Linked DNA regions of Mus musculus: all the other regions are linked to region 4. Evidence: chromatin contacts called from public HiChIP or PLAC-seq and promoter capture Hi-C data. All regions are on one chromosome and are shown on one strand. The core of a region is the stretch at or near the end of the contact, and the rest is flanking DNA. Distances in the headings are between cores, read along the strand shown.

Evidence for each region. Promoter capture Hi-C pulls out the DNA fragments that hold promoters and counts their contacts. HiChIP or PLAC-seq counts read pairs in DNA pulled down with a chosen protein or histone mark. Capture Hi-C pulls out chosen DNA fragments and counts their contacts.
Region 1: an H3K4me3 HiChIP or PLAC-seq map of embryonic stem cells shows a contact between it and region 4, with 15 read pairs. The contact joins the promoter of Slc25a42 here to the promoter of Klhl26 in region 4. A contact is called at or near these places in 8 of 39 promoter capture datasets (the C10 cell line, the HPC-7 cell line, cranial neural crest and 5 more), 4 of 484 Hi-C or Micro-C datasets (Th1 cells and embryonic stem cells), 2 of 115 datasets of contacts at active chromatin or transcription factors (both in embryonic stem cells) and 3 of 9 other capture datasets (adipose tissue, liver and pancreatic islet).
Region 2: a promoter capture Hi-C map of neural stem cells shows a contact between it and region 4. The contact joins the promoter of Kcnn1 here to the promoter of Klhl26 in region 4. A contact is called at or near these places in 2 of 39 promoter capture datasets (embryonic stem cells and neural stem cells).
Region 3: a promoter capture Hi-C map of pancreatic islet shows a contact between it and region 4. The contact joins the promoter of Tmem161a here to the promoter of Klhl26 in region 4. A contact is called at or near these places in 2 of 39 promoter capture datasets (cranial neural crest and liver), 1 of 484 Hi-C or Micro-C datasets (embryonic stem cells) and 3 of 9 other capture datasets (adipose tissue, liver and pancreatic islet).
Region 5: a contact with region 4 is called in a promoter capture Hi-C map of liver. The contact joins the promoter of Tm6sf2 here to the promoter of Klhl26 in region 4. A contact is called at or near these places in 8 of 39 promoter capture datasets (the C10 cell line, cranial neural crest, embryonic stem cells and 4 more).
Region 6: a promoter capture Hi-C map of adipose tissue shows a contact between it and region 4. The contact joins the promoter of Mau2 here to the promoter of Klhl26 in region 4. A contact is called at or near these places in 6 of 39 promoter capture datasets (the C10 cell line, cranial neural crest, embryonic stem cells and 2 more), 2 of 484 Hi-C or Micro-C datasets (B cells and CD4 T cells) and 1 of 9 other capture datasets (adipose tissue).
Region 7: a promoter capture Hi-C map of adipose tissue shows a contact between it and region 4. The contact joins the promoter of Gatad2a here to the promoter of Klhl26 in region 4. A contact is called at or near these places in 5 of 39 promoter capture datasets (cranial neural crest, frontonasal cranial neural crest, liver and 2 more), 1 of 484 Hi-C or Micro-C datasets (embryonic stem cells), 1 of 115 datasets of contacts at active chromatin or transcription factors (astrocytes) and 1 of 9 other capture datasets (adipose tissue).

Annotation. Positions count from the first base shown.
Region 1 is chr8:70,210,241-70,213,543 of GRCm38.p6, forward strand. It overlaps Slc25a42 (solute carrier family 25, member 42), which reads right to left and starts at 2,041. Exons shown (of 8, transcript NM_001007570.2): 1 at 1,988-2,041.
Region 2 is chr8:70,855,342-70,858,645 of GRCm38.p6, forward strand. It overlaps Kcnn1 (potassium intermediate/small conductance calcium-activated channel, subfamily N, member 1), which reads right to left and starts at 1,667. Exons shown (of 10, transcript NM_032397.3): 1 at 1,591-1,667; 2 at 1-136. The coding sequence starts at 55.
Region 3 is chr8:70,170,688-70,173,745 of GRCm38.p6, forward strand. It overlaps Tmem161a (transmembrane protein 161A), which reads left to right and starts at 1,721. Exons shown (of 12, transcript NM_145597.4): 1 at 1,721-1,753. The coding sequence starts at 1,751.
Region 4 is chr8:70,475,635-70,478,606 of GRCm38.p6, forward strand. Klhl26 (kelch-like 26) reads right to left here and starts at 1,309. Exons shown (of 3, transcript NM_178771.3): 1 at 1,216-1,309. The coding sequence starts at 1,271.
Region 5 is chr8:70,071,138-70,074,599 of GRCm38.p6, forward strand. Tm6sf2 (transmembrane 6 superfamily member 2) reads left to right here and starts at 1,787. Exons shown (of 10, transcript NM_001293795.1): 1 at 1,787-1,952; 2 at 3,141-3,244. The coding sequence starts at 1,858. Sugp1 (SURP and G patch domain containing 1) reads left to right here. Exons shown (of 14, transcript NM_027481.3): 12 at 1-122; 13 at 385-514; 14 at 669-1,210. The coding sequence ends at 695.
Region 6 is chr8:70,041,214-70,044,235 of GRCm38.p6, forward strand. Mau2 (MAU2 sister chromatid cohesion factor) reads right to left here and starts at 1,521. Exons shown (of 19, transcript NM_001376946.1): 1 at 1,179-1,521. The coding sequence starts at 1,472. It overlaps Sugp1 (SURP and G patch domain containing 1), which reads left to right and starts at 1,574. Exons shown (of 14, transcript NM_027481.3): 1 at 1,574-1,867. The coding sequence starts at 1,834.
Region 7 is chr8:69,972,680-69,975,729 of GRCm38.p6, forward strand. It overlaps Gatad2a (GATA zinc finger domain containing 2A), which reads right to left and starts at 1,704. Exons shown (of 13, transcript NM_001113346.1): 1 at 1,411-1,704.

The DNA.
Region 1 (3,303 bases), core at 791-3,290, 260 kb before region 4:
GAGAAGCTGAAGGTGACATGAGCAGGAGGAACATTCTGGCACTATCCTCAGTGAAGGGAGAGACCACTGAGAGTGACAGCACTGGGACAGCCTTACAGGAAATAAGACCTTTATTGATTTTTCATAACAAAGCCACTGTCCTCCTACACACATGGAAATTAGACTTAGAACTAAAAAACTGCCAGAAAAACCTTCCTCCCCAGTTCAGGCCCCCACCTTTTTGCACTGACGCTTTAAGCAGTTGAAACATTAGCTCTCCCAACTCTGAGAAGTATTTCCTTACTGTTGAACAGCAGCAAGGAACTCGGGCAGGTCACGGAGAAGGCCTGGTCCGACCGCAACCAACAGCGCCCCAGATGTTTAGCAGCCCACCAATCCAGCCTGCCTCCACACCCTCCAAAGCCTGGAGACACAAGCTCAGGCAGCCACCTAGGGGCTGTCCCTTCCAGCTAAGCATTTCCGGATTCATCAGTCACGACTTGGGAGAAATGCCTGGGAATGGGGTGGAGTATGGTGGGGGCTCCCTTCCTCCACTAACTCAAGAGACAGAAACACCAGTAAGCAGCCTTTGACAGGAGCTGGCTCACAGACAAGGCTCAAGGGGGCCAGGCAGAGCCTGCTGCAGCGTTTGAGGGCTTCAGACTTCTGGTTGGTGAACTGGGATGCTCTGAGCATCAGGCTGAGGAGATTATTCTAAGTCCAGAAATGACTCAAAAGCTGTCCAGCCCTGAGATTTTTGTTTGTTATTGGTCTTTGAGACAGGGCCTCTGAGTAGCCCAGGCTGGACATGAACTCCAGATCCCCCTGCTGAGATGATAAGTGTGTACCCCCACACCTGGTTTCTCTGGTGCTAGGAATGGAACCCCCAACTTCAAACAAGCACTCTACCAACTCCACTCCCGTCTATGCACTGTTTGCTCATTAGTTTTCTTTCCTTTCTTTTTGTGAAACAAGGTCTTAAACAGACCAGGCTACTCAAATTCACTGTGTGTAGCCAAGGTAACCTTGAACTTCTGATCCTACCTCTACCTGTTCAGTGCACAGATGACTCATAACATCATGCTGTGTCAAGAAGTGATTTTATATGCATATACATATACATATTGTGGTGTGTGTGTGTGTGTGTGTGTGTGTGTGTGTATTTACGTGTGTGCCACAGAGCCCATGTAGAGATCAGAGGACAACTTTTGGCAGTTCCCAAAAACTCAGTTTGCTGAGCCATCTCACCTGACCTCAAGCACTCTTTATAAAAGTTCAAGGACAACCTGGGTTACAGTGCAAGACTTTGACTCCAAAACTAATCAATAAATAAATACAATAAAATGAAATGCTAGAAATAAATTTAAAAGCCCTGTTAAAGCAATAACAGACCAGGTGGTACCCCACACTTTTAATCCTGGCACTTGGGAGGCAGGGGCAGGGAGATCTCTGTGAGTTCCAGACCAGCTGGCTCTACACAGTGAAACACGGTTTCCAAAACCAAGCCACCACTCGCACTACACGGGGGACGAAAATAAAAAATTTAAAACCACAAGTTAGGTGGACTTTGCTTTGGGAGTGAAGCGATGGTTGCGCGACAGGGACGGGGAGAGGCACGCAGGTGCACGTGTGTAGCAGCCGCGTCCGGGTGGCACCCGAAGCTTGCACCCGAAGCGTCCACCCGGGTTCCAAAGGAAGGACACGCAGCGGGCTGAGGAAGATCAGGTCTGCGAGGCACGCATGTTGGGTGCGTAAGCGGCCACCTTGGCCTCACAGGGGTTGTCACTCTCAGGGCAGCTCGGTGTGAAATTAGGGTTCGGCCTGGCCGTGGGGACCCCGAGGACGCGCGAAACACAGGGTGTGTGAGGGGATCTGTCACCTCTCCACGCTCGCGACACTGCTGTCACAACGAAACGGCCCCATGCCGCGCTTCCTCCCAGCCCGGGCCGCGAGAACCCCGCCACCCCGCGTCGCCCCTTGGCGCCTGCACTCCTTGGGTCGCGCTCACCTGCCCGGACGCGTCGCCGCTGCTGCCGCTACTGCCTCAGCCGCCTCAGCCGCTGCAGCCCCGCCTCGCGCGGGCCCTAAGCTCGAGGCCGGGAGGGGCCCAGGCCCTGCCGCCATTGGTCACGCCCTGTCCAATCAGCGCTGGAGACGGCAAGAATTGGTAAGCATGGCACAGACGGGCATCCTTTTTAACCAATCGCTAAAGGAAGGGGCGAGGCTACATGGAGGGGCGGCCCTGGTTCTTCTGAGCGTTCTACACCGGGTACAAGGCGGAGAGGCCTGGTGGGGGGCGTTCAAGAATTGGAACCCGCAGAAAATGGGCAGAGCTTCCGGCCAATTGCCAAGGGGTATAGGCGGAGCTAAGAGGAAAGGCGGCTCTTGGTTTCTGAGAATTCGGGGCACAAGGAGACAGAAGCGAGGATTGGATTCTGCAGAAAACAAGCAACGCTTTGGGCCAATAACTGAAGGGAGGGGGCGGGGCCTGGAAACAGCCCTCTTAGCCAATCGCTGAAGAGCAAGGTCAGCGCTCTGAGTAAGCTGGCGCGCTGGGCAAGGGCGAAGCTCGAGGATCGGAGGGTGTAGCCCGGAGGGCAACGATGATTGACTGCGACACTAAAGATGTACAGGTCCTGGGACCAATCGCAGAAGCTGTAGGCGGTGCATCTTCCAGGGGTGGGCGCGCTAGGTACAGACCATAACTATCTTGTCTGCCCTGGATGATCTAGTATGTTCCGCGCAGACTCCTCAGGTTCCCATGGCGCTCAGAAGCTTTACTCTTTCCTGAATTTAGACTTTGACAGTTGAAACACTCTTGGTTAATTCTCAGCCCGTCCCTCCTTTACTGTTCCCCTGCCGATGATACAAAGGGCAGAAACTCAGATCACTCAGCCTTCCTCTGCTACTTGAGTTCATGTGCAAAACATGGGAAGCAAAAGTGCAATCCTGCTGACGTGATCTGACTTTCAGAAAGTGACGTCTCTGGGTCCAAGCTTTATCCTTTACGAGATCTTATGACATCCCTGTGTTTGTGGTAACTGGTGAATTAACCAAACAATAAATACAACCACATGTCAAAGGGAACACAGAGAGGTCAAGCTCTTTGACCAAGGTTACAGAGCACTTTAGCTGTTCAATTTGTATATTGAAGCTCTGAACCCCCTCAGAAAGGGTAGTAAGACAGTGGGGAACGGAGTGACCTGAGTTACTCAGTCTGCTCAAGCCTTGGACAGAGCAATCCTTAGGTTCAATCTTGCCTCCCTGACCCCTTTGTGGAAACAGAAGGAGCCAGCAAGATGGCTCAATGGGTAAATGTTAATC
Region 2 (3,304 bases), core at 417-2,916, 380 kb after region 4:
CAGGCCCGCTGCCCAGAGGCTGCCCCACGCTGCCATTGTGGCTGTGGCTACTCATGGCCACCTGCCTCCGTGGGCTGGGCGTGCAGCAGGCCCTTTGGGGCCCAGCATGGTTCCGCAGCAGAGCTTCTGAATGGACCTGTGGAGACAGCAAAGGTTGAACATCACCTTGGCCATTCCAGAACATTCCAAGGCTCAGGAGAGTCCAGGATCATCTGGAAAGTCAGTGTCTACCGACCCCTGCTCAAAGTCTGCTTCAGTTCCCCAGCGCCTAACCTCCCAGACACCAGCATGCCCTGCAATCATCCTGGCCCATGAGCACCCCCTGCCCCTCAAGCTACCAACAGCAGGTGACAAGGTGGCCTGGGTGCCTGCAAGACACACAGGTGAAGAGGCAATATGGGGCTGTGACTCAGCTGTCTGACACATATGCCAAGCCTAGGTGCTGCCATGTTGTTCCCTGAGACAGCCTCTTCCTGGGCAGGCTGGCTGGCACAGGACAGATGCAGAGCAGGCAGGGCTCAGTGACCAGTCCTGGGCTGGCTGTGTTTTGAGCCTCCAGTTAAAAGGACTGTCTGTTGCCCCAGGCACAAGGGGGATACCTCTTCTGGTTTTAAAAAGAAGAGCAAAGCTGAGGGAGGTTGGGTGGCCCCTGGATCCTCTGCCAGCACCGAGTCAGACACAGACTAAGGGACACAGCCTGGCGGTGGCTGAGGGCAGGACCTTGACAGGGAACCAGGCTGGCTCTGCCCGAGTGGCTGTGAGCTGAGGACAGAGCTGCTTTCTGTCATGGAGCCTGGGGTACCAGCTCAGTCCGTTTTCTCTTGTCTTCTGTAATTTTATTTATTTACTTTAGAGACAGGCTCTCAATCTATAGTGCAGGTTGGCACTGTGGCAAACCCCAGGTGCTGGGATGGCAGGTGTAAGTCGCCATGCTAGGACTGGTGATACATACCTATCAAGAGGTGCTAAACAGCAAGGCTAGCCTGGCCTTTGAGGCCAACTAGGGCTACCTGAGAACCTGTCTCAAAATAAAATAAAATCGGATCAATAGGTGTCCCTTGCTGTGAGTCTCAAGGAGGCACCCACCTCCCACAACTCTTGTAGGAACCACAGTGATAACGGCTCATGACAGAAACTCCCAAGACACTAGACCTGTGTCAGGTGGCCTCCCCAGCAGCTGGTGGGGAAATGGAGTTGAGGAAGGGTGCCAGAGCTCTTCTCACCAGGCTCACTGACTCCTCAGGGTGCCCGGCTCTGCTTGCCCTTTGCACACCGGCTACCAGGGAGCTTACAAGGCCAGTCTGGCAGCCCAGGTGCTGTCACTGAGCACCTTGACCTCAGTTTAGGGTGGCCGAAGAGTGCTCATGTCACTGGCCGTATCACATCCATCCTTGTGCATGGACTTTATGGACTCAGCGTCTCCCACTCGCAATCTTCCCTCACCGGGGGACACGCGCACCCTCTCTTCTGTGTCCCTGACCCCTGACCGCGTGGCAACACCATCCCCAGCGTCGTCCCTAGTCGCATAGCCCAGGGACCCGCTATTACTGCCCCCCCAGCCCCCTCACCCCCGCTTCCTCTCGCCAATACCTGCGGGCGGGGACCTGGACCCTCGTGCCAGCGCGTCCCCGCCGAGACCGGCCAGGGAGGGGGAGCAGCGCCGCCCCGTATGAGCGGCGCCTTGGATTGGCTGAGTGCACCAGGCCCCACCCCCATGACCCCGCAGGCTCCGCCCATGCTTAAAGCTCCCTCCTGGGCACTGGGCAAGAATAAGAACCCCGGTGATGGGCATCTGTGCACAGGCAGCTGGCTATTGCAGGTGATCCTGCACACCTGGACCTCATCTCTGGGGACAGACAAGCCCGCTCACCTCAGGGACCCCGATCTTAAACCCTATTAGCCTTGCGGGCAGAAAGAGCTCCAGGCAGCTGCAATCATCAGGGCTGGGGAGACCCCCGAACCTGCTCTGCCCCCATCATTCAAGCCAAACTTACAGAGCTCACTCATGAAAGTTTTTGTTTTGAATCAAGGTCTCACATAACCTAGTCTGGCGTCAAACTCACTGTGAAGTACAGGCTGCGCTAGAACTTACCAGGGAGTCCAGGTTAGCCTTGAGTGGCCTTGAAGTTCTGTTCCTTCTCCCTTCACCTCCTGAGCGCTGGGACAGTTTTGGGCCCCCCTTTCCAGCTCATGCAACATTTTTTGTGGTCTTGGGTTTTGTTTGTTTGTTTTGATAGCTCTGTAGCCAAAGCTGATCTTGAATTTACTCACTGAAATCCTCCTCTCAGCCTACTTCCTAAGGTGCTGGAGTTTCAGGTGTCTTCTAAGACATCCCAGAGACCAAGGAGTCTAGTCTCCGCCCCTTCAGTCACGTGATTACTGACAAGCTGGGGAGCTGAGGTTTGCCTGCAGCCGAGCGATGAGTGTGTGTATCCCCTCCCTAATCCCCTCCCCACCCCCACCCCAGCCACCCAGCTCCTGCTTCTTCCTGGCCCAATGTCTTTGCAGTTTAGAGGGCCTCAGGAAGGACTGAGGGGCAGATGTGTGGCCAGCAAGTGGCCTGGGAGCAGTGACAGCACTGAGCCCCAGCAGAGCCACCAACAGAGTGACAGTCCAGGTGTTGGGGACCACATCTGCACTATCCACATAGGTGGAGCCAGATGGAACCAGCCTGGGGTGATAGATGTAAGCAGGTTCCAGGAGACACCACAGAGGGACAGGCCAAGAGCACCAGGTTCTGCCTCCAGCCCCTAAACCTTCTGCATGTGGCCACCTCAGCCTGTGGCTGTGGGCCTTCCCTGCCTACCCCCTACCCAGGAATTGTTTTGCTTTTTGTTTTAGAAAGGGTTTCATATCTGTGAGGCTCAGACTTACTATAGAGCTGAGGATGGCCTGGAACTGGCCATCTTGCCTCTACCTCTCAGGTCCTACCTGACAGGATAGGCCTGGGCCACCAAGCCCCATTTGTTCCGTGCTAACAACAGAAGCCAGGGCGTCATAAACACTGGCAAAGCACTCAGTCTCCTGAGACACACCTCAGCCTCTCACAGCCCCCAGGGATTGGGGGCATGCCCCCGTTTGTCATCAAAATTGGGGTGCTCACTGTCCATCTAGCTCTCCTCCAGGCGCCTGTCTCAACATGCACCCCCATGGTGCCTGTGACCACAATCAAGGAGTTCACAGGCTCAGCAGTCACTGCCTCTAAGACTTACCCCTTCCCTCTTGGGGCCCACCCTGCCTTTAAGGAGCCCCTGGAGGAGGAGGTATCCTAGCAACCAGTTGGGGTGGCCTGGAGGCCTCTGGG
Region 3 (3,058 bases), core at 471-2,970, 300 kb before region 4:
TCCATGAGCCCAAATCTCCCCATTGTTGTTTGAGCCTTTTGGAATTTATGTTTGAATCATTAGGAAGATCAGGCTAGCTCCAAACTATCAAAAATGGCTTTCTGTGTCTGGCTAGTACAGGAGTTAGAGATGTGAACCACTAAGGCCAGTCAGCACCCTCTTTTTAAACATTAACTACTATCATGTCGATGGAAGCAAGTGTATAATGCATGAGTGGAGTGGAGGTCAGAGGTCAACTCGCAGGCATGATTCTCCCTTCTACCATGTGGGTGCTAGGGTTGGAACTCAGGCCCTCATTGTGGTAAAAAAACTCCTTTGCCCAAAGAAACATCTCATCAACCTAACAAGTGTTCCTTCCTGGTTTTTACTTTATTTTATTTCTAGACAGGGTTTATCTGTTAGCTCTGGCTGTCCTGGAACTCACTTTGTAGATCAGGCTGGCCTCGAACTCAGAAATCCACCTGCCTCTGCCTCCCGAGTGCTGGGATTAAAAGCATGCGCCACCACGTTCGGCCCTGGTTTTTATTTTTTTTTCCTGTTTTTTGTTTTGTTTTTGAGACAGTCTTAAAATATGAAGCACTAGTGGCTTCAGTCTGGCTACACAGCCTAGGCTGTCATTAGTCTTAAAACATGCTCCTGTCTTAGCTCTCTAAGAGAGAGGACAGCTATGCGATCCACTATGCCGGGCTGTCTAGTGAGGAGGGTGTGGCTCAGAGAGTGACGTGCACACACACAGACATCCAGGCTACTGTCTGAACTGGGGTGATGGTGTAGTGAGCTGGGGAGGTCGCTCATACAACACAGGTCTTACGTTTGCATGGTGAGCTCCATCCGTGGTGAGTGAGAACACTGACCGGGCATGGTGAGACACATCTGTTACTTGAGCATTTTACAGCAGGATCAGAACCTCAAGGTCATCCTTGTCTACATAGAGAAGTTCAGACCCTACTAAAACCAAACAGGGTTAGCAAGCCTGTTCAGCCGGTTGAGGCTTTTTCTGTGAAGTCTGAGTTTGATCCCCTGGGGTCCACATGATAGCGAGAGAATTGACTCTAGCAAGGTATCCAATGTCCTCCCACACACAAAGTAAGAACTCCTCCCCCCCCCCCCCCCACGTCCAAGTAAAAACAAAACTAGAAAGCTAGAAAGTTGGTTAGTTGACTAGGAGCAAGTATTGCTTTTGTAGGGAACCCAAGTTCAGTCTAAGCCCTCTTCTCAACCAATAAACAACCACATGTATCTTTAGGGTCAAAGGATCTGGCCTTCTCCTCTGGACTCCAAGGACTGCAGCTACGTGCAAAATACAAAAAACCCCACAAGATACAGATACATACTAGAAAATAAAACCAACCGGGTAGTGGTGGCACAGGCTTTCTTTAATCCCCAGTACTTTGAGGCCAGCGTGGTCTACAGAGTGAATTTCAGGACAGACCAGCAGAAGTTACATAGGTACTCTGTCACACGCACACGCACACACACACACACGGCACACACACGACACACACCACACACACGGCAAGGGCAAAAAGAGAAAGAAAAGAAAAAAGAAGGAAAAGCCAGCAGACGAAACGACCTCATGCTCCAGCTAAAACTACAGTTCCCAGCATGCATTGCGCACACCCATCCCATTCTTAGCCCGATGACTGACTTCCCAGGATGCTCGTCAACAGCATTCTGTCTCTAATTGGCCAAGATACCTCAGCGCTTCCCCGCCTCCAGCCTCGTACCGCTGTGCGCCCAGGGAGCGGACATGGTGAGCAGGCCCTCTGGGATCCCCGGGGTGGAGAACGGCCTAACTGAGCTGAGAGGGTTCCCCAAACCGCGCGGGCTATTTGGAAGTGTCGTGTAGTCAGTGGTGCTGGACGCGTTGGGAGGTGAAGCTAGGGCTCTGGACTGGAGTGAGGGAGCTGGGATTGCAGCTATCTTTGCTTTCTGACAGGGTCCCATGTAGCCCAAGTTGTACTAGAACTTATTCGTAGCCTATGGGGACCTCGGACTTCTGATTCTCCTGGCTCTGGAGTGCTGAGATGTCAAACTTGTGCCACTATTCACGGCTTTCTGTTTGTCTTTTAAAATCTTTTTTTATTTTTCATTATTTTATTTATTTAAGTATGAATGTTTTGTATGTATGTCTGTCTACCGTGTGTGTGTGTGTGTGTGTGTGTGTGTGTGTGTGTGTGTGTGTGTGTGTGTGTGTGTGTGTGTGTGTGCTGTTCTTAGAGGCCAGAGAAGACATGTAGGATTCCCTGAGAGTGGAGTTAGAAAGGGCTGTGAGCTGCCAAATGGATGCTGGGAATTGAACCTGTGACCTCTGGAAGAGCAATCAGTACTCTTAAGCCCTGAGCTATCTCTCTAGCGTCCCAGTCCTTTTATTTTTTTCTATTTACCCATTAAAAATTATTTACAAAGGGTCTTACTTGTTGGTGTTGATGGGCAGTGATGGCAAATGCCTTTAATCTTAGCACTTGGGAGGCAGAGGCAGGTGAATCTCTGTGAGTTCGAAGCCCGCCTGGTCTACAGAGTGAGTTCTAGGACAGCCAGGGCTACACAGAGAAACCCTGTCTCAAAAAAATCCAAGCAAAATTGTACACCAGTACACCTGGCTGACAGATTTTTATATTGATCTGTATTTCATGTTAATTGGGTATGAAAGCAGAATGCAGGCAGGCAGCTCTAGTGGCACACAGTGTATATAATTAGATAATTACAGAAATGAGTGCTGTGTCGGCGGGAGCCTGACTTAGCTTCCTTCTGAAAGATTTGTGGAGCTGTGCTCTGAACTCTTCCTGGGATGGAGAGCTGGCGTCTATCATTTGGTAGAGTGCTTACCTAGCATGGACGGGGCTCCACCCCTGCACTGCACAAACTGGGTGTGGGTACACGCTATCACCCTAGCACTCAGGAAGTGGGGACAGGAGGACCAGCAGTTCAGGGTCACCTTCAGCTGTGTTCTGAGATCCAGACCAGCCTGGGCTATAGGAAATCAACCTATCTCTGGCCTTCCCTTCTTTCCTTGGTTTCTTTCTTCTTTCTTTCTGTCTTGTGTTTGTTTGTTTGT
Region 4 (2,972 bases), core at 59-2,558:
TTCCCTAAGACCGGTAGGTGCTCTTCCCCTGAGACTCCAGATCAATTCACAAAAATGTATTGCAACAGAAAGTTTTTGAGTTCAAGGTTGGCCTATGCTATACAAATCAGTCACTATCTTAAAAATAGGATGGGTAGAGGGCAGGCATATGACCCAGTAGTAGAGTCCTCACCTAGCATGCACCACAGGAATAGAGATGCATGCCTGTCATCTTGATCATTCGGGTTGAGGAAAGATAACCAGCAGTTTGATGTTATCCTCAGCTATATGGCATCTGTGAGACCAGCTATAAGATTCCTTGTCTTGAAAAACCAAAATAAAACAAATATTTAAAAATACTTGCCATCTTTATGCAAATTCCCAAGTTCAAGGAACCCACCTTCAGAGTTGACCAGGAAAAAGGGTGACCTCATTTAACTAAAAGGGGTGAACGTGGACCCAATATCTGAGGGCAAGACCTCCAATTCAAACGTTTAGAGTGAGGGGAGGGGTATTTAAACCCTATGAAGGGTGGAAGGAAGGGGGTCTTAAAGAAAGACCCTATACTCTTGAGTATCTTCTCTCACAGTGCTCAAACTCCACAAATACATCCCGACCTCTCACAGTCCCTGAGACTCCCTGGCCATCATGATGGATCTGCTGGGGCCCCCAAGGTTGCCTCAGTGTCCCCTCACGGCATGCCCAAGTCCCTTGTTCACCTATCAAGCCCCTAGACAATTTTCTGACAAATAGAACCTGTTGAGGTCTCCCAGTGGCCTCAGTGTCTCCCAGACATGTCCAGGCCCCTAGGTGACTGGCCTCAGTGTCTCCCCAGACATGTCCAGGCCCCTAGGTGACTGGCCTCAGTGTCTTCCTCAGACATGTCCAGGCTCCTAGGTGACTGGCCTCAGTGTTCCCCTCCAGACATGCCTAGGCCTCTTGTTCCCTGCCATCAGGACCTGTGGAGGTAACCAGGTGGTCTCAGTGCTCCCTTCACGAACGCCTCGGCTCCCTCCCGGGCCCCAGGGTCCTTGTGGAGCTTCCCACGTCACCTTCCCCGAACCCCTTCAGCCCCGGGCTCGCAGCTCCCAGGAAGCCGGGCCTCAGCCTGCCCTCAGGCCTACGCCATAGCTCAGGACCTTAACGACAGGGACTCGGAACGTCCACGCCCCCGGCGGCCCCGGGTCGGCCCCGCCCGAGCCAAGTGGTGCATGCCAACAGAGGCGTAGGACTCACCTGCTCGGGCGCTCGGGGCTCTGACTAGAGCCGCTGCTGCCACCGGACTCCGCCATCTTCCGCCGCGCGCCCGAGCGATGGGGCGGCGCGCTGATCGGGAGATCGGGGCCCGGGGCAGCGGGCGGAGCCGCTGAGAAGGAGGGAGGGACTCGAGTGGTGGGCGGAGCTTGGGATCAGGGGCGGGGCCTGAGGAGAGCAGGTCGGAGAAGAACATCGAGTAAGGCCAAAGAAAGTGAGGGGGAGGAGCCTGAAAGACCAGGGGCCAAAGAGGTAGGCGGGGATTGGGGCGGAGCCTTGAAGAGAAGTGGCGCTTAAAACCCTGGAGGCGTGCAATAAGAATTATAAGCATGGCCTAAGAGCGGACCTAAGGAAGATAGTACCTGAAGTGGGGGTAAGGGTTGAAGACGTCATGGCCCTCAGAAGGGAGGGGTCTGAGAAAGGTGATTCAAGCAGGACATGACCTAAAGAGGGGCGGGGCCTATGTAAAGGAGGGAAGAGACCTGTGGAAGAAAAGTTCTGTGGGAGAAAAGGTTGGCTCCAAGGTATGGTAGGGCCTGAGTTTGGAGAGGGGCGAGTCTTGGCTGTGGAGAGAGTGGCTGGAAGGCCTATGCGGGAAATGGAACCATGTTACTTCCCAACATAACCAGGAAGGGGAAGGCGGCCTGAGGGTCATTCTTGGTGTTAGATATATGCTGGACCAGAAGAAAAGTGGAGGAAGACTGGAGCCGCCCCTAGAGGAGGGAAGGAGCCCAGGATGATGATGGGAAGTGTCTAGCCCGAGAGGGGCGTGGTTAGCGGAGGGGTGAGGCAAAGGGTAGGTTGGGAGGGTCTTTTAATTAAGAGCAGAACTGCTGGGAACATATGCCTGGGATGGGAAGAGGGCCGAATCCACGTTCGGGAGGTGCCTGGGCGGGGCCAGGGCTGGGAGAAGGATCGGGACTTGGGCGGGGCTCATCATAATGAGGGGGCGGGTCTGGACTGCAAGAATGGGAGGGTTGGGGAAGAGCCTTGGTAGGAGATGTGGAACCTAAGTTGTGAAGGTCGTGCCATGAAGGGCGGGGCAAACAAGGTGTGGGCTAGGCGGCGCACAGATGTGGGCGTGGCTTATCTTTGGCAGAAGCGGGATGGCTCAGATGGCATGTTCTGATGAGTGAGGGAACAAAAGTCCCTGAGTGCACAGACCCTCTTCACTAGCATCCTGCCCCGAGCCATATCCCTTTCCCAGCCTGAACCCAACCCAACCCTCTGACTTCCAACCCTTTGCTTCAGCGTTTTCAGCATATAGTAAGCTCAGAACCTCCTACCTCAGGGCCCAATGCCACTCTCAAATCCCCATCCCTTCTGTATCTGCCCTCATACTCTAGCTCCCATTCCCGAAATCCCTGCCCACAGAGACACAAGCCAGCCTCCACACCCTCTACCTCAAGCACGCTATAGACTTGCAACCCTCAGCAATGGTTCAAAGGCCCATGTCTGTGCAAGGCTTTCCTTTTGTTAAGGTCTTCCTTTTGTTAAGACTGTGTCTCCTAGGCTGGCCTGCAACTGTGAACCCTCCTGTGTCATCACCCTTCTGAGTCCTGGAATGACAGGCATATATATCACCATGCCTGGCTGTCTTTCCTTTTTTATTATTTTCTGTCTTCTGTTCTTTCTTCCTCTCTCCCTTCCATCACTCCTCCTTGCTTAAGGCTCAGAGGATAAATGGCAGCAATGCTTGAGGGGCTTGGCTGCCTACAACCTCCCACACCAGAGTCTCA
Region 5 (3,462 bases), core at 537-3,036, 400 kb before region 4:
GAATATAAGGAGTTTAAGCTGACGGTGGAAAACATTGGCTACCAGATGCTCATGAAGATGGGCTGGAAAGAGGGCGAGGGGCTGGGCACTGAGGGCCAGGGCATCAAGAACCCAGTGAACAAGTGAGTGCTGCCACAGGGCTTGCGGGAGCACACAGATGGACAAGTCCTAAGGTTCCAGCTAGTGACAACTAGTTCTGGTTTAACTAGTATGTAAAGCCTTGCTACCCACACTGCTTGACCGTGAAGCTGGCCTCTGACCCCATGTCTGAGTGAATCTAGGACCTGCCAACCCTGCCACCAGTCCCCACCCCAGTACCCCAGAAGCCCTTCCTGTCTGTCTCATCCTGGTTCCTACTCATGACTGCTGGTTTTCCTTCCACAGGGGTGCCACCACAATAGATGGAGCTGGCTTTGGCATCGACCGGCCAGCTGAACTCTCCAAGGAGGATGATGAGTACGAGGCCTTCCGCAAGAGGATGATGCTGGCCTACCGATTCCGGCCCAACCCGCTGGTGCGTGCCTCCCTGACTGCCTGTTAGTTTGAGAGAGATGACAAAACCCCTGCTGTAGCCCTCACAGGATGTCAGCTCTGCTGCCTGCAACGTTGTGGAGGGAGGACCTATAGTTTTCCACTAACACTCCTTTGATCTTTTTGGGCTTCCACAGAACAACCCCAGACGGCCCTACTACTGAATATTCTGGAAACACAAAGTCTACATTCAGATCGGCCATCCTTGGACTATGAAATGTTCTGGCATCCATCTCTATCCTGTGGTCACAAGTGTTGTGCTGTGTATTAAAGTCCCAATGCTCACCTGTCCAGCATTCCAGTTCCTGCTGTTGCCAGAAACCTCTTTTGTCCCTCCTCCAGTCCCACTGAGGCTCATTGAGTTCACAGTAACTGGAGACCAGCCAGTTGATTCAGACTTTACCCCAGGCAGAGGAAAAAGAGGCTTCCAAACACTTCATGATATGTGCATGGGCTGGTGTGGACTGGGCACAGCTGGAGTATGGGTAGGGCCTGTCTAGAGGCAGAGGCCTGGGCTGTCTCATGTATTGCTCACTGCATAGCTGCAAGAGCCCAGCTGGAGCCCGTGATGGTCAATCTTTGCAGCTTCATCCCATTTGTGCTGCCCTGGATCCTCCCCAGACCTCTCCAGCTAGTCAAAGTCCTCAAGAGAATAAGAATGATAAATCTGAGTACTCCAGTCTTGCTCCTCTGGTCTTCCATCTCCCCAATGTTTCCCTCTCCCAAGATCTGGTTGGGCATGACACAAAAGGTCCTAGAGTTGGCAGAGCTGAGTAGTGGGAGTGTGGCCAGGGGCTGGACTGCAGTGTGTACAAGTTGTGAGTGTAGGGCCTGGGGGCGGGGCCATGTAGAGCGTGGCTGCACTCTTGAGCTAATGCCTGTGAGTAGGGCTAGGAGAGGTGAATGGGTCTTAGGTAAGGGACTATTGTGGACTCGGTAAAGGGAAGTCTCTACAGTTCAGCCCCACAGGTGACTAGGGTATGGGGGCGGAGTTATAAGCTGGGTAGAGGTAAGGGGGCATGGCTGCAGATGTGGGACGGCTGAAAACTGGGAAAGGACGCTGTGCAATGGATAAAAGGACTGAGAAAGGGAGCTTATGGGCGGAGTCTCCTGATAGTAGGGCGGCACTCCCCACCCACCCCCTCCGCATACTGGCCAAGAACCTCAACACAGGAAAGGGTGGTGACCAGCTCCTGCGCGGGGCGACCTTTGCGCGCGGGGGGGGGGGGGGGGGCAGGCAGGTTCCTGGCAACTCAGAGCTCTGACGCGCTGCGGTCACGGAGCCAAGCGTCCTGGAGGCCTCGCCGGGGTCGGGGTGCCGCTGCCATGGACATCCCGCCCCTAGCCGGCAGGACTGTGGCAATGTCATTCTGCGCCCTGCCAGTGTCCTACCTACTCAATCAAGTTTCGGCGTTCTCACAGTGCGTTTTCGTCCATGAGGACCATGGGGCTGGAGGGAGGATGAGGGGTAGCAAAATCCCATAGGATGGGAGCTGGGCCGGGGGAACGCCATTGCAAGCAGAAATCCCTCTCCAGCCGCGCTGTCAGGAAGATGAAGTTGTAAGTTTCTGGGGAAAGGTGATGTGGAGCCATAGTGGGTTGTGGCATTTACGAGTATTCCAGGGATGTATGCTGTGCCAGTTCCAAAGTCACCCAGGGTCAAAGTATTTTCCTAGATAAAGCCCAACTCACCCAACTTCCCTGGTACGCATGCCCTGTACCATCGTCTCTGTCTCAGGCCTAGAGTTAACTCCCCCTACAAGCAATGAGCACCCTGTCCCTGACTTCTATCTTCAGATAGACCCCGGAGGTCCAGCAATCCCCTCACTCCAAAGCTCAGTTAACTCAAACAGTGGGATAGAGAGGGCCTTAGCCATAGGTCTGACTCCCTGGTACCTGTCTCCTGAGAGTCTGAGTGAGCCAAGTGCCCTTTGGGAGCCCAGGTCTCTTTATCTATCTGGGTTTCACTATCGTCATGGGTGAGGATCACAAGTTCTGTGCAGTGTCAAGATTAGTGTTGGCATTTTGGTTAAGTAAAACCAGGATGGAGTTTATGAAATGTGGGCCTGGGTAGTTTAGGAGAATTGAACAAAAACTGGCTGTGTGGCACCAGACAGGTGGATTCCCCTCTCTGGGTTTTGGTTTGTTTGTCCAGCTGTGTTAAGGGAAGCCCAGAGACCTGGCTTGTGTTATCTATGCAGCTAGCTGAACTGTCTTATCAGACTGTATAACTTCGGTGTAACTGAGCAAGAATAGGGAAGTGCAGTTGGAGACATTTGGACTTTAGTTGAGAGAAACTGGGAGCCTCAAGAAAATACTAGATTCCCTCCCATCAGAGTCCAACCACATGAAGGGTGAGGCTCAATGAGTGACCTGGCAAATCCAAAGGAATGAGTATTAGCTAATGATGAAACACAGAGATAGGGAAATCAGAGAGGGCTTCCAGTGGGAGCAATATGGATAAGCCTTGAAGTATGAGTAGGAGTTTGCCAAGTAGAAAACCTAACCAAGAAACCACTGATGGAGAAGTCAGGTCTCATTCTCCTTTGCTGACACTTTCTGAATAATTCCTCCAGGAGGTCTCACCCAAGCACTCGATTTTCCCCCAGGCCCCTGTTTGTGGTGCTGACGAGTGCTCTGATACTGGGTCTGCTCTTCCTGGCAGTCTATAGCCTATCTCATGGGGAGATCACCTACGACCCTCTCTATGCTGGTGAGTCATTGGGAGGTGCTGAGGAGCAGGGTTCTCTGGGCAAAGGCTAAAGACCAACCCAAGGACCTCTGTTAGTCTTTGAGTGGTTCCCATTAACTGTGGAACTCGGAGGGCCTGGAATACCATTAGACTGGAGAACCTCAAAGGGTGTCTTTCAGAGGTGGAACTCCAGAGAGAAGTAATTATGTCTTTCTCCCCTATGCCCTTCCCAGGACTCA
Region 6 (3,022 bases), core at 271-2,770, 430 kb before region 4:
CCTTCCACTCAAACTCAAGTTATCAGGCTTGTGCTGCAAAAGCCTTTACCCACAAAGTCATCTAAGCAGACCTGCTTTCTTTGAGATATTCTTCCTGTGTAGCCGAGGCTAGCCTCTTGCCTCTCCCTTGAACATGTACATCACAGGTATGTGCAACTATGCCTGTAATCTCAGTACTTGGGTGGCCAGGAAGGATGACAGCTGGGAATTGAGACCAATTCTTTGCTACATCGTGTAAGACCACGACAACCCCCCCCAACACAAAAACAAACAAAAAACCCAAACTTCACACAGTGTGGTCTTTGCTAAATCACTTTACTTAGCTAAGCCTATACGGTTTCACTCTTGAAATAAGGAAGTTTATTGGTTCAGTGAGGATTAGAAGCTCTAACTATGCACAGTGTGGGAAACAAGAATTTTGATCCCCTCCTGAAGGCAATTTACTAGACTGTCTGCAGGTCAGAACATTAAACATCTGAATAGTCAAGGAAACAAAGATAGGAAAATGGCAAAAAAGAGGCGGAGGTGTGGAAGAGACACAGTTGCCATGAGAAGAAACAAGTCTTACTGAGAAGCTGAATGACAGCTACCTCTTGAAATTCTGTGAAGCACCAAGACGTCACAAATCAAGTTGGAGGCGGAGTGGGGACTCTTTCAAAGATGGACCATTTCGTGGTGGGAGAAGAAGCCACCAACAGTGAGACTGACCTCCAGACCCCCGAGGTGCAAGTGACTCTAGAAGCTACTTTCTGCACTTCAGGTCCTCACAAGGCAACAACGTTCAACAAGAGGCTGAAGGCCTCACCTTCCCCAATATCCATGCCACAAGGATCTGGGACTCCAGACCTAGACACCTGACTGTCAGAAGTCCTGGACTTTCAGATTTCCTGCGACCTCGCTTTCACACGTCAGGGAGCTCGCATCTCTTCCTTAGGTAGGTGCTTCTAGGCTGACGCTCTGGGTCCTGTTCCCGCGGCCACCCGACTAGGAGGGTCCCCGATGCAAGCACCAAGTAGCTGAAGAGGGACAACTTTCCCGGTTCCCGGGTGAGAGGGCGTGGCGGAGCCGCGTCTGTCACCGCAGGTGAGGGCGAGGCCTTCGGAAGTCCCAAGCCCGACGAGGCGGAGAGGATCGAGTCCCCGGTACCCGCGGCCCGCCCGCCTGGCCCGCACACTCACCGCCTTCTCCAGGTGGCTGCGCGCCTGCTCGCTGTTCTTCGTGTGGTGGTAAAGCACCGAGCCGAGCTGCAGGTGCGTCCGGGCCTCGATCCGCTGAGGCGGCTTGAAGGGGAACACGGCCTGCAGGCAATGAACGCACAAGCGGATCTTGGGCGGGCTAGATGTTCGGAAGTGCTCGGCGAAACCCAGGAGAGCCAGATACCACGACTCGGCTGCCTCGGCCTGTGCGGCCTGTGCGGCGGCAGCCTGAGCTGCAGCCGCCGCCTGCGCCGCAGCCGCCGCCTGTGCCGCCATCTTGGCCCGCACAACAACAAGCCGCCTCCACAGAGAGGCGGAAGCACCTTGAGGGGCGGGGCCTGGCGACCCGCAATTCTCGCGAGAACTGCTACGCAAGGACTTCTGGGTCTTATGGTGTGTGTTCGAAGTGGCTCCGACTGAGGAAGACTCTGAGGAGAGGATGATACCTCTGCATCATCGTAACTGAGAGTAATACACGTTCGTGAACTGACGCCGGCGTTTCTGTGGAGAAGACGCCCGGTGTCCTAGAAGGGGGTTGGACGAGATTGTCGGAGAAGGACTACATTTACCATCAGACCAAGCGCACTATAACAGAGCCTCCCTCTTCTCAGGTGGCGCCGGAGCATTGTGGGATTGGATGAGTCTCAAGATGGACAACCGGGATGTTGCAGGTAACATCCCCCGACTTCCCTTCGCCGCCCGCCTGGGTTCTCGCGACTGCACGTCTCCTGTTCACCCTACTTTCTGTCACGGACCTGACACGCGGACTTCTCGCCTCAGCCCCAGGGAAACTTACAGTAACGTTGCGTGTGCCCTTCTCTGGTCTGCCGAGACCCCAGACTCGGGTTCGCCCCCCAACCCCCGCCCGTGGCTGAGGAGCGCTCCTGGTCTCCCTCAAAGGCCTGGGCGCCGGGTGGGAACCGCATGGGCTTTCCCAATAAACTGCTCTCGGGCCGGTGGCATCCACAGCGGACAGCCTGGGACATCCCTCCTGCCCCTCCGGTCCCCTTTGGCTTGGGTCCTGCCTTGTGGGAAATGTGCGTTTCCGAACTGCACTGGGTCAGCCAGGGCGGTTTCCCACGGTTACGGGTTTAGCTCTCCCTGTGCCCCTAGGATGAAATGCATTTGCCCATTCACCATATGCTTCCACACTTGCTGGGTGCCAAACGCTGTGCTAAGCTTGCGTGTCAGTGCACCTGGAAGCAAATTTTGCAAAGAACTAGTTCTCGTGACGTGAGGTTGGATGCTGCTAATATATTGAAGGTCAGGGAAGGCTTAACAGTTTTTAAAAATCCATTTGTCTTTATGTCTTTGTGTGTGAGTACCTGGAGCTGGAGTTATAGTAGGCCACCTGGATGTTTGCTTGGATTCTCTGGAAGAGTGACAAGCACTCTTAACCTCTGAGCCATCTCTCTGGCTCCATGAAAAGTCTTTCTTGAGTACAAGATGTTCCATATGAGTAGATGCTGTCTATAGGAAGGCAGAGGTTTCACCACAGAGGCTGGATAGGCCTCAGAGTGGACTAGGATTGTCTCCTTGGAGATTGTTATGAATGAAATGGAAATAATTAGGGGTGTCAACTCTGGTAGTGTCTAGGGAGTCAGTTTTGCTTTCAACATTTAGAATTTAAGGGCTGACGAGATGGTGGTAGTTAAAATGCTTGTTGCCCAAGAGTGAGGACCTGGCTCCCCATCTTCAGTACTCATGTAAAAAAGCCAGATGTACTGTTGTGTGCCTGAAAGCACAGGACTTCGGACTGGACACAGGTGGATTCCTGGGGTGTATTGGCAGCCACGCACTGAAACGGGCTTTAAGGTTTTGTGAGC
Region 7 (3,050 bases), core at 454-2,953, 500 kb before region 4:
ATGGTGTTCTAAGCTGCACAGGTACAAGGAGCTTGCTTCATGTACTAGAGCAGGGGGAATTCTCACATACAAGGGGAAAGCAGCTACGTTCCCCAGTTCTAATGCAGAAAACGTACAGCAATCACATCTCTGCCCCTTCACTAAGCAGTGAGGGAACAACAGGACTTGTAGAAGCTACAACTTCTCATCTGGAAATTAGGTATTATACATCAGAAGGATCATTTTTGGTACCTGCTATACCTGCAAAGGAAACTTGGCCCATGCACACTGAGAGCCAGGTATAAGCTAAGGACTGGAGGGTATTCACAGTGCTGTGGTGTAATGTTGCTTTAAAGAAAAGTTGTAACCACCGTAACCACCGAATGGTAGGATGAGAAGAACAAGAGGGAGACTCAGGCTCAGTATACAGATTACATCCACAACAGGTATCTATCGCTTTGTGAATGGACACACACATTAACAGGGACGTGGGAGTGCTGCATACTCCAAGAAGATAAAAAGAAGTTAATGCTGTCAAGAAAATGTAAGGCTCAGGAGACTCACCAGGACTTTGTCCTAAAGAATCCAAAGCCACAAGATAAGAGTGAACTACCTGAAGTGAGTCAGGTAGGTAGAACTTGCAGCCTCTGCTAAAACTGCAGGGGCGGGAAGGAAAAACAAAACATTCTGCCATACAGGTCTTAATGAGGGGTCCCCATTCATTTCAGGGTTCCGGAGAGCGCAGTCCGGCTGCGGCTGAGGCCTGCCCAGAAGCCTTTCCTTGTTGAAGTGATCAATTCCGATTCTTGGCATTAATCCCTTTAAAAGGCCAGCTGCTGCTGTCTAGTCACTGATGCCAACCCGTTCCAGGTGGAAGAAAAAAGAAATTATTGGAGCCACATCGTACACCCGGAGGCAAATTTAAAGTGGAGGGCCATGAGGAAAACAGGAACCAAGAGAGGGGGAAGGGTCCCATGGCTCCCCAGGGTCAAGCAGGAAGGGCGCGAGCCCAAGCAGGACGGTGGGGGGGGGGGGGGACCGGCCCTGCAGGCGTGGGCGCGCAGGGACTCTTATTCTGACACGGGATCCTCCGCCGCCTCCGCCGCCGCCGTCGCCGCCGAATTTAACGCCGCCGCCGGGCTCGGACCCCCGACCCTCCCGTGGACTCTCACCCCACGCCACTCGTCCACGTGCTGTGTGCCCGCCGCCCCCCTTGGGGCGGCCTCCCAGCCTGAAAAGCTCAGGAGGGAGTGAGGCGACTCGGCCACTTCCCGGCTCCGGGGACCAGGGACCCCAGCCCCACGTGCGAGGGCGGTGGGGAACTTTCCAGCGGCGCAGGCGAAGCGAACCGCAGCGCAGCAAACCGAATACGACCGCGCTCCCACTTTCCCGCGCCCCCGCCCCGCCTTGCCAAGTTTGCTAGGAACTTACCCGGCCGCGCGCCGACCGGGCCCAGGGGCAGCGCGCGTGTCCACAGGGCTGGGGGCGGGGGGCGCCGGCCGCGCGTGCTCGCTGCGCCTGAGGGGCCGCCCGGGCCCGCGGCGCTCGCTCCGCCGCTCCGCCCGCCCGCGCCGCCGGCCAGATAATGCGCCCCTCGGCCGCACACATGGAGCCCGGCGCCGGCGTCACCGCCCGGGACATGCGCACCAGGTCAGCGCGCCCGGCCCGCGGCCCCCAAAACACCGGGGAGCTCTTAAAGGCGACGCCACCCGCCCGCACCCGGATGGGCGGGGTCGGGAAGGGAGGGGCTCCCTGTGGGCGTGGTCTTATGTGGGCGTGGTTCCCTGGAGGCGAGGCTGGGCGGGCCTACCCGGAAGCACCGCCCTCCCAGCCCCAAAGACTGGCGACGCTGCGCTAAGCGACTGGGTTTCCCACTTGGGCTGCTAAGCGCCCCTCAGCCATGGCCAGCTTAGTGCACAGAGCTCGGCCGCGCCCAGGGCTGACTCACGCTGACCTCGCCCGAGCCCTGCACGGCCACCTCTTGTAACTCTGAGACGCGCCCGGGGCCTCGCAAAGCTTCCTCTCAGGAACTTCGGTGTTGACCTCCAGTGAGAAGGTGCGATCGGCTGAGCGGTCACCCCTCTCCCCCGGACCGCAGACAGTTCAACCTACCCACCAAGCCAATCCACCTGCAGAGAACGAGGTGGACGGCTGTCTCCTTCCAGTAATCCACATCTAGCCTGTGCCTCTGGAGAAGAAGGAATCCCCAAGAAAACAAACCTGCGCCCAACCCTCTCTGGTAACACCAAGGAGACAATAATAGCCAGAAAGGAAGCAAGTTTGGGGAGATTATGAAGCATCTGAAGCCAATTTACAATTTCAACAGGGAAAAGTACAAAGTTCATAGAAAACCTATTCCAGGACAGCGACATGGCTCAGTGGTTTAAAGAGGCTTGCCACCAAACATAATGACCTGAGTTCCATCCGCACAAGTTGTCCTCAGACACAAACACACGCTCATAAATAAAATATGTTAATTTAAAAAACACATCTGGAGTCATGGCTCAGCAATTAAAGGTACTGGCTGCTCTTGCAGAAGACCCAAGCACCCACATGGTGGCTTACAACCTACCATAACTCCGGTTCTAGGGTATTTATGCCTTCTGTCCTCATCATACAGAAACACGTCATAAAGAAATCTTATGAAGACAAAGCCCAGGGCTAAAGAGTTAGCTCAGTGGTTAAGGGCACTTCTTGTTGTGGAAGACCTGGGTTCTATTCCCAGCACCCACATGGAGGCTCTCCTCCTCAGGCAACAAGTACACATGTGGTACACAGATGCACATGCAGGCAAAACACTCATGACACATCAGTTTCTTTTAATATATATATATATAAGGGTTGGAGAGATGGCTCAGTGGTTAAGAGCACCAACTGCTCTTCTGGAGGTCCTGAGTTCAAATCCCAGCAATCACATGGTGGCTCACAACTATCTGTAATGAGATGCCCTCTTCTGGTATGTCTAAAGACAGCTACAGTGTACTCACATATAATAAATAAATCTTTAAAAAAAGAAAAAGAAAGAAAAGGAAATGAAATAAAGAAAATGAAGCCTCAAGGTAGGTGGATGA